2 separate regions of the Mus musculus genome follow, and region 1 is linked to region 2. A link is a contact called in public promoter capture Hi-C data. All regions are on one chromosome and are shown on one strand. Each heading gives the region's core, a stretch centred on a gene start, on an enhancer-like site or on the middle of the called end of the contact. The rest is flanking DNA. Distances are from core to core; before and after follow the strand shown. Region 1 holds the start of Prrt4 (proline-rich transmembrane protein 4). Region 2 holds the start of Ccdc136 (coiled-coil domain containing 136).

Region 1 (6,920 bases), core at 2,916-5,415, 220 kb after region 2:
CTTTCACCAGGCTATACTTTTTTTTTTTAATGTGTCTTTAATGCCTGAGAGTCTGTCTCTTTTCCATCTCTCATACTTTGTTGGTGAAGTTTGCCTCTGGGTTCCCGTTTGAATTCCTAAGCTTTTCATTTCCAGATTGTCACCTCAATTTGAGTTTTCTTTATTGATTCTACTTCTACTTTCAGGTCTTGAGCTGTTTTTATTCATTTCCTTCCACTGTTTGTATTTCATAGATTTCTTTAAGGGGTTTATTCATTTCCTCTTTGAGGACTTTTATCATATTCATAAAGGCTGTGTTAAGGCCCTTTTCTTGTGCTTCAGCTATGCTGCAGTTCTCAGGACCAGCTGTGGCAGAGTTGTTGGCCTCTAGTGGAGACATTTTCCTGGCAGTTACTGATTGTGTTTACATTGGCACCTAGGCATCTGGGTTTGGGAAGATTACAATTCTAGATGCTGATATCTGATCTTGTCTTTGTTGGATTTTGTTGTTGTTGTTGTTCCCTGTTCCCGTCTAGTACTTAAAGCATGATGGCTGTGTGTTGCCTGATAGGAAATTCTTCTGGGATCCTGTTAGGTGTGGTCACTGAGGGTTCTGGGTAAAATGTGTTTCTATGTACTGGGAGCTGATACTTAGGAATGGCGATGGGCTAAGAAGTGGCTAAGGGTTCTGTAGAAGGGAGAAAAGTGTCCCACCAGGACCTGTTTAGTCCCCAAGGAATGGGGACAGAGAGGAAGTAAAGGCAGGTGGTCTGCTGAAGATCTGGGTATGAGATTAGGGGCATGGAATTGGGGGAGTAGAGGGAGACGTGAATAGCTACATGTGGCCTATCTGCTTCCCTGGCTGGGGTGACCTAGAGGTTCCCAGGGAATGCTAGCTGGGGTTGGGAATGAATGGAATGGGGGGTGAGGTTTGTGACCCCCTGGAGAAGGGGGTCGGTGGTGGGAAACAGGAGCAGGTGGTCTGCTACAGAGCTGGGGATGTGACTGAGGGGTTGATTTTGGGGGAGCTGAAGGAAAGGTGAAGATCTGCAGTTAGCCTACCTCCTTCCCTGCCTGAAGTCCTTTGATCAAGATTAAAGTTGGAGGGTGGGAGTGAAGTCCTGGTCAATAACTCTGGGCATGGTGGTATGTGCATGCAATCCCAGCATTCAGGAGGCAGAGGCAGGTGGATCTCTGTGAGTTCATGGCCAGCCTAGACTACATAGAGTTCCAGGATAGCCAGGGCTACGCAAAGAAATCCTATCTATAAAAGACAATACAAACAAAAACCCTCTGATCTTCCAGGTTGGGTTTGGTACTGTGTGGTGATCCAGCGGAGCTGGCTTTGAAGAATTCCTATGTTGGCTTCATTGATTATTTCTTCTCTGGCTGTGGAATGTCCCAGAGTAGAGCTTTCCAGTCTCCAGCCTGAAGAACAAAAGGGACCTGGTTGTGTGAGAAGGCTGGGATTCTCTGCATTCAGCATTCCAATGACCCCTGGACACTAAATCCCTTTGTTTTCAGTAAGGTATCTGTTATGACTTTTATATGCTCAGTCCAGGGAGTGGCACTACTAGAAGGGGTGGCCTTGTTGGAGTAGGTGTGGCCTGTGGATGTGGGCTTTAAGACCCTCATCCTAGCTACCAAGTCAGTTTTCTGCTAGGAGCCTTCAGATGAAGATGTAGAACTCTCAGCACTGCCTGCACCATGCCTGCCTGGATGCTGCCATGTTTCTGCCTTGATGATAATGGACTGAACCTCTGAACCTGTAAGCCAGCCCCAAGTAAATGCTGTCCTTATAAGAGTTGCCTTGGTCATGGTGTCTGCTCACAGCGCAAAACCCTAAGACAGTGCCTCAGTTCAGAGGATGCCCGAGGCTCTGCCAGTGTAGCACATCTTCTTCTCAAAGGAAAATCCCACAGGTCCTGCTGGTTATGGGATGGATGGCCCGCTTCCTGGTGGTTTGGAGTTAGGGAAGAGACCTAGGAGTTGAACTGTGCTTTGATTGGTCTTTCCTTTAGCCTATGCTCCCACGGTTCCTGAGGCATTTGGATTGCCAGCTTCTGAGAACAGTGTGATGTAAATCAACTTGACTCTGAGCTTCCTTTCTGCCAGGTGGAGACAGCTTTTTGCTCTGGGTGGCTAAGTCAGTCACTGTGCCCCTGCCAGCCATCCTGCATCAAAGGCCCTGTTGCTCGAGCCCCTTCCTGCTCTCCCCATCCCTGAAGAGTTATCAATTGACTCTGAGGTCTTCTTAATAACATTTTAATAGGGTTTTGGGAGGGAGTAAAATTAGAGGTATGAATTCAGCCACCATCTTAACCGAGAGTCCTGACTTCCCCTTTTCAATATCTTTGTAAAAATATCATTCTTGGGAATAAGCCTGCTTTGTCATGGAAGATTGCAATTTTAATGTGCTGGGATATGTTTATTTCTGCCTTTCCACTTAGAAGTCTTTAAATGAACATGATTAGCAAGAAATGAGGCTTTCTACGAGGGAGATTCAAAGAAAATGTCTCCGGTGGGATAGCGTTTATAAAACATATGAAAAAAAATTAGAGTCTGAATCCTAACACACTGCCTCTAGGCAGCCCCCAGTGGCCTGGGGAGAAGGGCAGAGTAGTGGTTTCCTTTAGGGACTCCTAGAGCACGGCTTTCCCAGTGTTTTGTTTGGAGACTCAGGATAAATCCCAGATTCACAGTCGGACTCTGAGAGCTTGGTGGGAGACCCAATTTGATCTTGAATCTATTGGTGGCATGAGTTCTGTGATCCAAAAATGAGTCTCAGATGCCTTTCTGAATTGCAACACATTGCCTGCTCTTCCCCTGACCAAAATATTATGCTATGTCTCTGCTTTCTGGGGCAGGACTAGCTCACTTTTGTCTACCTGTCTACTGAGGCTGGTTATCAGGTAGCCTGAGCTGGCCTCAAAAATCCCTCCATGGCCAACAACAGCAGTCTTGAACTTGGATCCTTTTGCCTTTACCACCTGAAGGGTGATGCTGGGTTTTTGTCTTCACACCCAGCAAAATGGGCAAGTCTTTTGCAGTTTGGTCTGTCAGCCTTTCTGTCTGTCTGGTTGGTTGGTTGGAGTTGTTTGTTTGTTTGAGAGAGTATCAATTTGTGAGTGTGACTGATCTCAAACTTTCAATCTTTCTGCCTCTGCCTGCCAAGTGACAGAATTAAAGACATTTCCCTCCCTCCCTCTCTCCCTCCCTCCGTGTGTGTGTGTGTGTGTGTGTGTGCGCGCGCGCGCGCGAGCGCCCGCATGTGCGCCCGCACGCACGTTTCTATCAAATTCACCGTTTTGGAAGAAAGAAAACATGAAGGGATTTAGAGACTCCAGACTAACAAACAAGCCACACTTTTTTTTTTTTTTTTTTTTTTTTTTCGAGACAGGGTTTCTCTGTATAACCCTGGCTGTCCTGGAACTCACTTTGTAGACCAGGATGGCCTCGAACTCAGAAATCCGCCTGCCTCAGCCTCCAACAAGCCACACTTAATCCTGTCAGTCAACAATACAGCCTTTAGATAGTGCAGCAGGCTTAGCGACTGCTCAGTACTCTTAGCTAGCAGTGCCATGAGGCTGGCTGGGTGCTCTTTCTTTGTTTCTATGTTCTTCTACCACGTCTTATTGGAGACAAATTGTGATCCACCTCGCACACCAGCTTGTCTCACTATTCTCTCCCACAGATATTTCTGAAGCTGAGTATTTTGGAGAGATTTTAGCAAAAGGAGACGCTATGAATGGGGATTGACATTTGGCAGTTGGCCTGCGAAGAAGCGTAGGAGGCCTTCCTCGGTGGTTGTATGTTTGCAAACCACCAGGTGGTGAAGAAGGCAAGCAGAAAGACTGAGTTCAAGTCTCCGCCAAACTGAGCAATCTTAAGCAATTTGATAAGTTCTGGGGACTTATCTATCTCTAAAATGGGAACACATTTGTTCCCATTGTTGTAAGGGAGAGCAGTAAGTCTTTATCCAGGGTTCAACGGAGTGGATTTTGATTGCTTGGGATACTAACCTATGCCAGACTACTGTTGCATGTGTGCACGTACTTGTGTGCGTGTGAATGTGTGTGTGTGCGCGCGCGCGCCCAGTGCCCTCGCCTGAGGGTGTTTCTCGGGAATGGCGTGCTTGTGGGTGTGTGCGTTGGGCTGTCCTCCGAGCCTGTGGCTGCCAGCGCCAGGCTGAGAACGAGGCACCGACTCTCCCGCAGCTGATTGGCAGCGCTGGGTGAATGAGTGCGCGTGGGGCCGGAGCAGCGAGGTGGCCGTGGCTCCGCGCTGATGTGCGCGCCCGCCTGCCGGCCCGGGTAGGGGCGGACCGCGAACAGCGGGCGGGCTAGGAGGAGGGAGAGGAGGGAGGGCGCGGGAGGCAGCGGGGAGGGCTGCAAGAAGCCCGGCAGCTGCGGGGCCCGGGCGCGGGCGCTGGGCCGGGGAGCCGGGCTCACAGCCAGGAGGCGGCGCCGCGGGGAGGGAGCGGAGTGCGGATCGCGAGCGCAGCCCGGCCGCCCGCCGCCTGCTAAGAGCGCTGCGGGTCGCAGACCCAGCCGGGGACAGACCGGCAGCTGCTGCGATCGCCCGGCAAGCCAAAGGGAATCCGGGGACTCTGAGCTCGAGTCCCGGCTTTGGGCGCAACGGAGAACAGGCTAGACTCGCCGAGCCTTGCCCTGCTGGGGCCCCCTGAGCCAGGGTGCCCCTTCTCCCGGGGGTTGGCCCCGGGGACTCGCCCGAGCGAGAGAAGCAGGTCCGTCGGTCTGGACTGGGGAAGCGGGAGTGTGGTGTGCGCACGCGCGTGTGCTTGTGTGCCTGCGAGGGGTGGGTGTGTAAGGGGCGTGAGATGGGGTTGATAGAAATGATGGTGTGTGGTGTATATGTACAGTGTGTTAGGATTGTGTGTGTTGCTGACTGCATATGCAGAGAGAGAGAGAGAGAGAGAGAGAGAGAGAGAGAGAGAGAGAGAGAGAGAGAGAGAGCGAGCCTACGTAGGAGGGAAAGGGGCGCATCAGGGTGGAGTGTGTATATGTGCAGGAGTGTGTGAAGGGTGCGTGGGTGAGTGTGTCACGGGTGCTAGGTGCGGCTGTGTGTGTGTGTGTGTGTGATGTAAGGGTACTGGGTGCACGTGTGTCCCTGGTTCATTCTCCCTTCCCCCACCAGATGTGTTCTGGGGAGGGGGGTAGCCTTTCTGCAGCTGCTGCCCCTTACCGAGCTTGCCTGCCTGACCTCCTTTCCTACGGAGCCAGAAAGGGTTAATGGTCCCTCCCTCAAAAACTCCTGAGGTCATGGGGAGGGTAGCTGCAGGCCAAACCCCTAGAAAGAGGGGAAAGGCTCCGGAGAGCCTCTGCTAGGCCCGGGACCCTGCTTCGCTGGCTGTATGGCCTTGCAGGTCAGATCACTCAGGCTTGTGACCTGCCCTTTCTGAGGGCCTTGTGCACCAGTGGTTTCTTGCTGGGTCTGGAGGTGGGGATCAGGAGCGAACCGGAAGGGTCTGCATTCTTTACCACTGTATTACTGGGACGATGCTTGATATACAGTGGGCCTCAGTAGATATTTGAGAGATGGGGGGTGGGGGATGGAGAAAGCTGGGTAGAGGGGTGGGTGAGGAGGGAGGGAATCTGCCTCTGGGAGGTTAAGTTGATTCCCTCTGTTCTGGCTCAGGATGAGGCTCCTGCTTGTAGTCAGACTTCTGGTCAGACATCAGGCCCCCTTGTGGGAAGGCTGGGTGTGCATGGCGGTAGTGTGTGCAGGGAAGAGATTTGCCCTGGAGCCTGCAGGTAGTGGAGAGGGGGCTGGCAAGAAGAGTTGCCATGCCTCTTTTAGGCAGAACACGTTGCCTGTGTTCCTGCACCTGCTTCTCTGTGATTAGAGCCATTGCCTGGGGCATCTGATCCGGGAAGAGGCGGGTGGAGGCCTTGACTCCCAGCACTTCTCCCTCTAGGACCCCTGAGCTGCTGAAGAAGTGAGCTCCCTGCCCACCCGCGTTGCTGAGCCAGGTGGGGCCATGGCAGGCCGCAGCTGCCTGGAGCTGGGGCTGTTCTGCTGGGTCCTGCTTGCCGTACCTGTGGGTCCACAGCCTGCTTCCTCTGTACCAGGTGCCCCTCTTACTACTCTGACCCCACCACCTCAGAGTGAGGCCTCTATGCTCTCTCTCAACCTGGGGCTAAACTTCAAATTCCATCTCCGGGGACCTGCTGCTGTCTGGGGAAATCCTGTCACCGAGACCCATCCTCTCTCTCCTGGACTAGGCCAGGAGTCTGAGGAAGAGGAGGAAGGCGATCTGAGGACTGATCCCCTTTGGGAACTGCTGGTGGGGTCCCCTGGGAACTACCTCCCAGAGTGGGGCTCTGCTGAAGGCAGCTTTACACCCTGGGCTTCCTCCCTGCCTCCCGAATCCACATCCCGCCTCTCAGGGCCCACCAAGCGGCCCACTGCTCACTCTCAACCTAGGATGGGCACCGTGACCTGGGCCACTGCTCTGACAGCGACAGCACCTCCAACCAGTGCTCCCAGGCCTCATCAGAGTGAGCTTGAGCTGAAGTTTGATGTAGCTTTAAGAGCAGGTGCAGCCCCCACTCTTGGTCATCGGTCGTTACCTCTGCTGCCCAGCCTGCGGGCCAGCCTGGCAGAGATTGCTGGGCGCCTGGGACCTTTTGGTAAGTAACCACTCCATTTGAGGTGAATCTTTGCTGGGCATGTTGATGAATTTATATACCCTGTCCACTGATAGATAGGAGGCAACTTCATCCCAGACGCCTCTTGCAGGGTTCTTTGGTACCACTGTGTCCCCACTCCGGAACTTCTCAAGGCAGAGTTACCCAGGCACAACAGCACATCCAAGTTTTGCTTTTGAAGTGTCAGATTCTCCTGGTGAGTGCTGGCTTTATTGTCACAAACATCTGCATGACATCAGCTGAGCTAGTGGTCTGTGGTGTGACCATCAT
Region 2 (6,586 bases), core at 3,563-6,062:
AGCTCATTCTCATCTCCGGACCTTGCTGTTGCCGTTCTTCTGTCTAGTAGGTCTGTCCATCAGATTTTGAATGGTTGGATTCTTCCCATTACGCAACGGAAGCACCCCCTTCTTGAAGGCTTTTCATCACCTAACTAACTCCTACCTCATCCCTATCCATGTATCTGTCCTGGGAGAAGGACATATCTTCCATACCAAAGCAGACCTAGCCTCCAGGTTCTCCCAGCATCTCTCAGCCCCTACCTGGCATACCCTGCCCCCAACCCTGAACTTTCTAGCCCAGGGGCTGGGCTGCCCTTCCCCGAGAGGCTCCTCCTTATATATTCCAGACATTTTGATCTCCTTTTCTCTTCTTCTTCTCTTCAGTCTCTGCGCATACTTTTACTTTCTTTCTTTTTCTCTTCACCTCTCTCTCCTTCCCATGGCGACTCCCTTGGCTTTAGTCCTTGGGGTCAGTGAACTCACCTGAAAGCAGCTTCCCAATAAACCTGCATTTAATATAATCTAATCTGGCTTGAGGTGGCTCATTTTACTGGTAAAAAAAAATTAACTTATCGATATCACATATTTATACTGAATATTATATTCATACCTGTGTTGCCTTTATTAATACCTGAACTTGTATTATTATGCTTTCCTTTAGAATTTATTTTTCATGACACGGGGTCTCATGAAACCCAGATAGCCTTGAACTCAGTATGTAGCCAAGGACGGCATCAAATTCCTGATGTTCTTGCTTTTACTTCCCACATACTGGGATTACTGGCCTGTACCACCCCTGCCCAGATGTGGAGTCTACTCTTCAGGGATTTGGACAATTGTGTTCTTTGTTGGTCCTTTGACGTATTTGGCAGACAAATGAGTGAGGCCTGTTTTACAGAGAAGATACTGAGACTCTGAGTGATACGTGACCTACCCAAGGTAATGAAGTTTGTACATGGTAAAGCTAAGTCCAGGTGCTCAGACAATGTGAAGCCAACACCCACACTCCTCCCGCCCCCGTGCTGTGTCTGCCATTTCTCTTCTCTTCTCCACATTTCCTGCATCTCCCTTTGCTTACATGCCGTACCCTTCCCTTCTGCTCCTCCTCTTATATGTTCCGTTCGCTTGCTCTCTCCAGGACAGCTTCCAGACCTTTTTTTCCTCCATCTATATTTTGTATTTGGCTTGATCTCAGCTCTCCCTACAGAGTCCCTGCTGTTTTCTAGGGCAGAGCCTCAAAACCTTCCGGAAGCCCACAGAAGTAACAAAAGCTCGCTCTTTATTTGGCAGTGCAGTGGGATATGGGACGCTGCCTCACTGCTTCCCAAGACAAAAGGACACCTGGACTTTGAAATAGAGGAGTTGGGAAGCACAAACTCAGGATTGCATCTGTTTCCTTCAAAGACTCTGGAGTGTTCTCCAGGGGGTCCCTGCGGTGCTCTTGGTGGGGACTAGAAAGAGAAATACAGCCTGGAACTCAACCTTGATTATACATCCCTGGCCCTGGGCAGAACAAAGTAAACAGGCATGTGGGTGAGGGAGGAGACTAGGAAGAAGAGAGGGAAAGGATGAACCCGAGAGAGAAGATGAAAAGATAGGAAGGCGAGAGAGAGGATGTTGGGATCGCCATGTAGATAGGTAAAGATGGGAAATTAAGGAAAGAAGAGAGCAGAGGGAGAGGAGAAGAGGGGGGGGGGGGCGAGGAAAAAAAGAAAAGGAGAGAGGAAAGGTTCTGAGTTAGGTGTGATTGATTAGGGTGGCCACTTCCCTCTGTCTAGACTTGGGGGGCAGTTACCTTGGAGCTGCTGAATCTGCTTGGTGAATACTTCTGCTTGCTGGGCACTGGCCAGCCGCTCATCCTCCAGGAGCCCTGCAGTGAGAGGAACATCTGGTTTGGAACCGGGGAAGCACGGAGCCTTTGGGCCCAAGCCCTGTGCCCTGTCACGGGTGCTCACCCTGAAGCTCCAGGGAGTCATCTTCATGCTGCCCAGCAAGCTCACGGGTCTCCTCCAGCTCTGCCACCAGCTGCAGCACCTGGGCCCTCAGCTCCTCCAGCTCTGTCTCTGTCAGGCTCAGGCCCCGATGCTTGCCCATTGAAAGGGAGCCCAAACTGCCTCCTTTCTCTACTTGCTCTTCTTCGACCTCTTCCTCTTCCTCCTCTTCCTCCTCCTCTTCCTCATATAGAGCTGGAAGTAACACCTCCCCTAGGAGAGACAACCATCCCACCACACAGTCAGTGCCCAATCTAGAACCCTGCACCTTACCTCCCCAGGGCCTGGTCTGCAGAGTAGTGTCACCTGGTGTCCCCCGAGGTTCCCTGGGTAGAACCTAACTCATGGTCAGGCTCTGGTAGGTCAAATTTGGATGCACCTTCTCCAGCTTCCAAACGCCTAATATTGGACGTCTCCTGCCTGTCCAGCAGCCTTGTGCTGGCTCAGCTACAAGAAGCTTGCATGAGGACACCTGGCTCTAGTAGTCTGAACTCTGGGTAGTAGGACAAGGAGTTAAGAAAGGATTCAGACATTCAGACACCAGCTGTTTATGTAGGCCAAATGAAGCAAGCTTGGGGGAAAAACAACCTAGGTGGCTTGCAAGGTATTAGCCGTTTCATAATAAGAAAACACTGGCTTGGTCTGTAGATAGAAGAGGAAACATTAGGCGGAGTTGTTTACTGCATCCATTTTGGAACCCTTTCAAATGCATGTTGTCAAATATCTTTTTGAGGTTTTTCTACACCTGTTGTTTCCCTGTTGGGTACCACAAGGATCATCTCTTTCCTTCTGACCCAAGTTGATGTTGAGAGTTGTCAGGCTGAACTCATCTCAAAGAAAGTCTGCCATCTTAACACACTCTTCTAAACCACTCATTTATTTATTTACTGCATACGGGTGCTCTCCCTGCATGTGTGTCTGTCCATCATGGGAGGGCAATGCCCTTTCAGGTCAGAAGAGGGTATTAGAGCTTCTAAGACTGGAGTCACAGACAGCTGTGGGCTGCGATGTGGGTGCCGGGAACTGATCAATTGCTAAGCCATCTCTCCAGTCCTGTTGACACATTTGAAAAACTAATTTGGTACTGGTCCTCATGTTCAGACTCCTGAACACCTTTTTTTTCTCCTTCTTCTTCTTCACTGCAATGCAATCTTGTCTTGGTAGGGATTGCTTTGTTTTTAATCCTGGGTCTCTGGCCTTCCTTCCCTTTTCTAACACCAACAGCATACGGTTCATCTGAGACCCCTTATGTCATCTAGTCTCTAGGGAAGGCCTGTGCTGAACTACAGAGGGGCCTGGGGACACTTCACAAGAAGTCCTGGATAATGTGTTGGTACTGCCTGCCCTGTTACACGCGAGTGCTGTTGGGAAATAGACTCCATCTAGCCCTCTCCTAAGCACGTTCTTACTAAAGCTGCAGGGTTCCATTCAGAGTTGACGGTGGTGGCATCAGATAGACAGTTCTCATGCCCATGTCCTGGCTTTTAAAAATAAGAGACAGCTTGGGATCTGGGTCAGCAGGCAGTGAGAAGAACAAGCCCCCTGCCGAAAGCCTGTTTCCAGGCTGGGTTGAGCAGGGCCTCTCTCTGTCTGGCAGCTTCCCGGGACACACAACCTGGTTAGCTGGGTGATTGGCGCCCCAAAGGGATGTGCCCAAACTTCCCACAATGCCTGAGCCCAGGGGAGGCTTGGAGCTCAGCCACCAGGGAGGAGGGGCCTGAGATGAAGTGAGGGGAGGGCCCTGTTCTGGCTCAGAGTTCTGGGGTCAGGGAAGGAAGAAGGGAGCTACGGAGTAGGGCGATAGAAAGCCTTTTTCAGAAAACTCACCGTCCATAGCTTGCATCCCACGGCGCTCCAGAGACCCCCAGCGTTGGCCTTTCTTCCTCTCACAACCCTCAGATACCTCATAGGAGCCTAAAGTGGTTACTGTGGGTCCTGTGAGCCGGGAGAAAGTAAGAACTGTAGGAATAGAGGGGCCTGGGGCTGAGGGGAAAGAAAGGGACGTGCATTCTTATATGGGAGCCCCGGAATTTGCAATCACACTGGAGAAGCCTGACTCACTCTGCCCAGCTCTGTGATTCTATTCCCTCAGCCACCTCTCATGCCTATGGAGGGGACCCCAGTCCGGCGCGGCCCAACCTCAGCACCCCTGTTCCCGGCTCCTCTCCCTCGCTCAGACAGAAGAGGGTGAGTGTTTGTTTAGCTTGGGGCATAAGAAGAGGGGTAGGGTGGGAACTAGGAAAGAAGGTTTTGGGAGGATCCTATATAGCAAAGCAGAGAAGGGAGGGGTGGCCGGCTCAGGAGAGGAGAGAAGGGGCTCTAAACTAGGCCGTTTCTCTTTCTCTCCCCTTCCCTCCCTCACCAAACCTCGCCCACCCCACCCTCTCCCGGTGGTCAAGAGCTTTGATGAACTAGAAGGGTGCAGGCTCTAGAGACAACTCCCCCGCCCCCCTCGTGAGCTGGAAACACAATCGGGCTGGAGAGACTAACTGGGGAGCGCTTGGGGAGTGACCGCTGGGAAGGGACAACCCAGGTCGAAAGATGGAGAGCAGTATCCGGTGGAGGCCAGGGTGAAGGGAGCCGACTCAGTACCAGGAGCACCTGGGGGTCAGAAGGAAGGAGAGCCGTAGGGGGAAGGAGCATAGGGAGCTGAGAGAGAGGCCGCTCTGACCTGGGCCAGGGCAGCTCCAGCCCGCGGCTCCCGCGCCGGCCCCGCCGCCTGCCTCCATGGCTGCTCCCGCCGCCGCCGCCGCCTCCCGAGCAGAAGCCGCAGCCTCCGGGCCGGGGACCGGGAGCCCGGTGCGCAGGGAGGAGAGAGGGCGGGCCGAGAGGGCGGGGCCTGGCCTGGCCACCTGACGCGAGTGCCCGCCTGTGGCCGCCCGGAAACCCTCCCCCAGTCCCCGGCTCCAGACCCAGTGAGGACCAGCAAAAGAGGTTCAAAACACGTCACTAAAGTGCCCCAGGCTCGTCCGAGGCAGCTTCAGGTCTGCTGCGCCTGAAAAGCGGACGTGAGCTACCGGGTCTTGAGGATGCGCCCAAGGAGTGCTAGCATGGCTTGGTTCTGGCTGCAGAACCCACCCTGGGTCCGCCACGCCTAGGGACCTCAGGGGCTAGTCTTGACGGATGATAGAACCGGGGGGGGGGTGGGGGTGGGGGGGGATGGACTGTTTCCTGCAGATGCGCAAACACACGCGCACTTCCTTGGTTCCCACACAGAGCCAGCGTCCCCATCCCCGCAGTCCACAGAACCCATCCCTCCGGGTAGCCTCAAGCGCCCCAGAGCTACTGCAGGGCTGGCGGATAGTTGAGACCTGCATGTGCCAAGTGCTAGGTGGTGGTACATCACTGCTTTCCCCGAAATCCCACCCAGCCAGAGCTCTCCTCCCAGTGTACCAAGTCCCTCTTTCTTCCCAGCCCTTTGAGCCACGCCCTCTGTGACCTGTGCAGTGTGGGCATCATTGATGTTCCCTGTAACAAGAAATGTGGGAAACCACGAAGCTTTTTTTCAACTTTTCATCTATTTATTCAAGAGATGAACTTGGTCTTGAGGCAGATTTGACATCTCAGCAGGTCTCATTTAGGTCAGAAGTGGATACTCAGGAATCTGCTCCCCGAGTTATAATCGTGGAGAGATTTCTAAGCTTGGTACCTCACACCAGTTCTTTCTCATGTATTCTCACTCCTAAAGTTTGGGCATGGCTTGGCTGGGTTCAACTCCCCAGGCTACTGGGCTCTCAAGCCCTCCATGTTCCTCAGGAATGAAGCAATTCCCTGCACATCTCAGGCTTATCAGTAATTTCAGCATTGTGTTGAGAGTTACTCTCCAGACACCCCATCCCTTCCTTTTTTTAGACTCTCCTGCTGTGCTCTTCTGACCCTCTGGGCAGCATCAGAGTATTGCCTGCTGTTAAGGTTGGGAAGTATCCTAGTTATCTTTGTATCTTCAGTATCAAAGTACCTGACTCATGGAGTAAATGAGTAACATGGAGCTTCCGACTAAGTTAACAACGCCTTCATCATTTATCCCAGATTTTTAACTCATGAATTTAAACTCACGTTCCCTATTAACAATGATGTCTGCCAGGCAGTGATGGCTCACACCTTTAATCCCAGCACCTGGGAGTCAGAGGCAGGCGGATCTATATGATTTAGAAGCCAGCCTGGTCTACCGAGTTAGTTCCAGGACAGCCAAGGCTACACAGAGAAACCCTGTCTCAAAAACCAAAAACCAACAAAACAAAAAAGTCCAGAAGTCAGTAGTAATTCCTCCCCCCGACCCCCAGCCTGATAATCAGAAAAATGAAGAATTATTTGTTTTCACCTTCTCCCCAGAGGTCAAGCTCCCACTTTAGACCCATGGCTACAGTGATCCAGCCACAGAGAAGAGCTTCCGGGCAAGCTTACTATTTTGCAGATCATCAAGCCAGACTTGGGTAGCAAGGTACAATATTTAGAGATGATGAAATGAGCTCTCATGGGGGGAGCTAAAGGGAAGTGTTCTGGAAGCTCAGTGGTTCTGCCCAGCGCAGCAGCCTCCAGTTCTGTCTCAGCAGCAGGTCAGGCTAGCAGTTGGCAGTGGGTGAACAGAAAGACAGTCGCCATGGTCAGTTGTG

Evidence for each region. Promoter capture Hi-C pulls out the DNA fragments that hold promoters and counts their contacts.
Region 1: a promoter capture Hi-C map of embryonic stem cells shows a contact between it and region 2. The contact joins the promoter of Prrt4 here to the promoter of Ccdc136 in region 2. A contact is called at or near these places in 6 of 39 promoter capture datasets (the C10 cell line, embryonic stem cells, hippocampal neurons and 1 more), 3 of 115 datasets of contacts at active chromatin or transcription factors (embryonic stem cells and pancreatic cancer cells) and 4 of 9 other capture datasets (adipose tissue, embryonic stem cells, liver and 1 more).

The regions. Positions count from the first base shown.
Region 1 is chr6:29,176,829-29,183,748 of GRCm38.p6, reverse strand. Prrt4 (proline-rich transmembrane protein 4) reads left to right here and starts at 4,165. Exons shown (of 5, transcript NM_001101443.1): 1 at 4,165-4,292; 2 at 5,918-6,632; 3 at 6,742-6,846. The coding sequence starts at 5,981.
Region 2 is chr6:29,394,801-29,401,386 of GRCm38.p6, reverse strand. It overlaps Ccdc136 (coiled-coil domain containing 136), which reads right to left and starts at 4,812. Exons shown (of 18, transcript NM_001347071.1): 1 at 4,645-4,812; 2 at 3,801-3,908; 3 at 1,938-2,186; 4 at 1,778-1,852. The coding sequence starts at 4,702.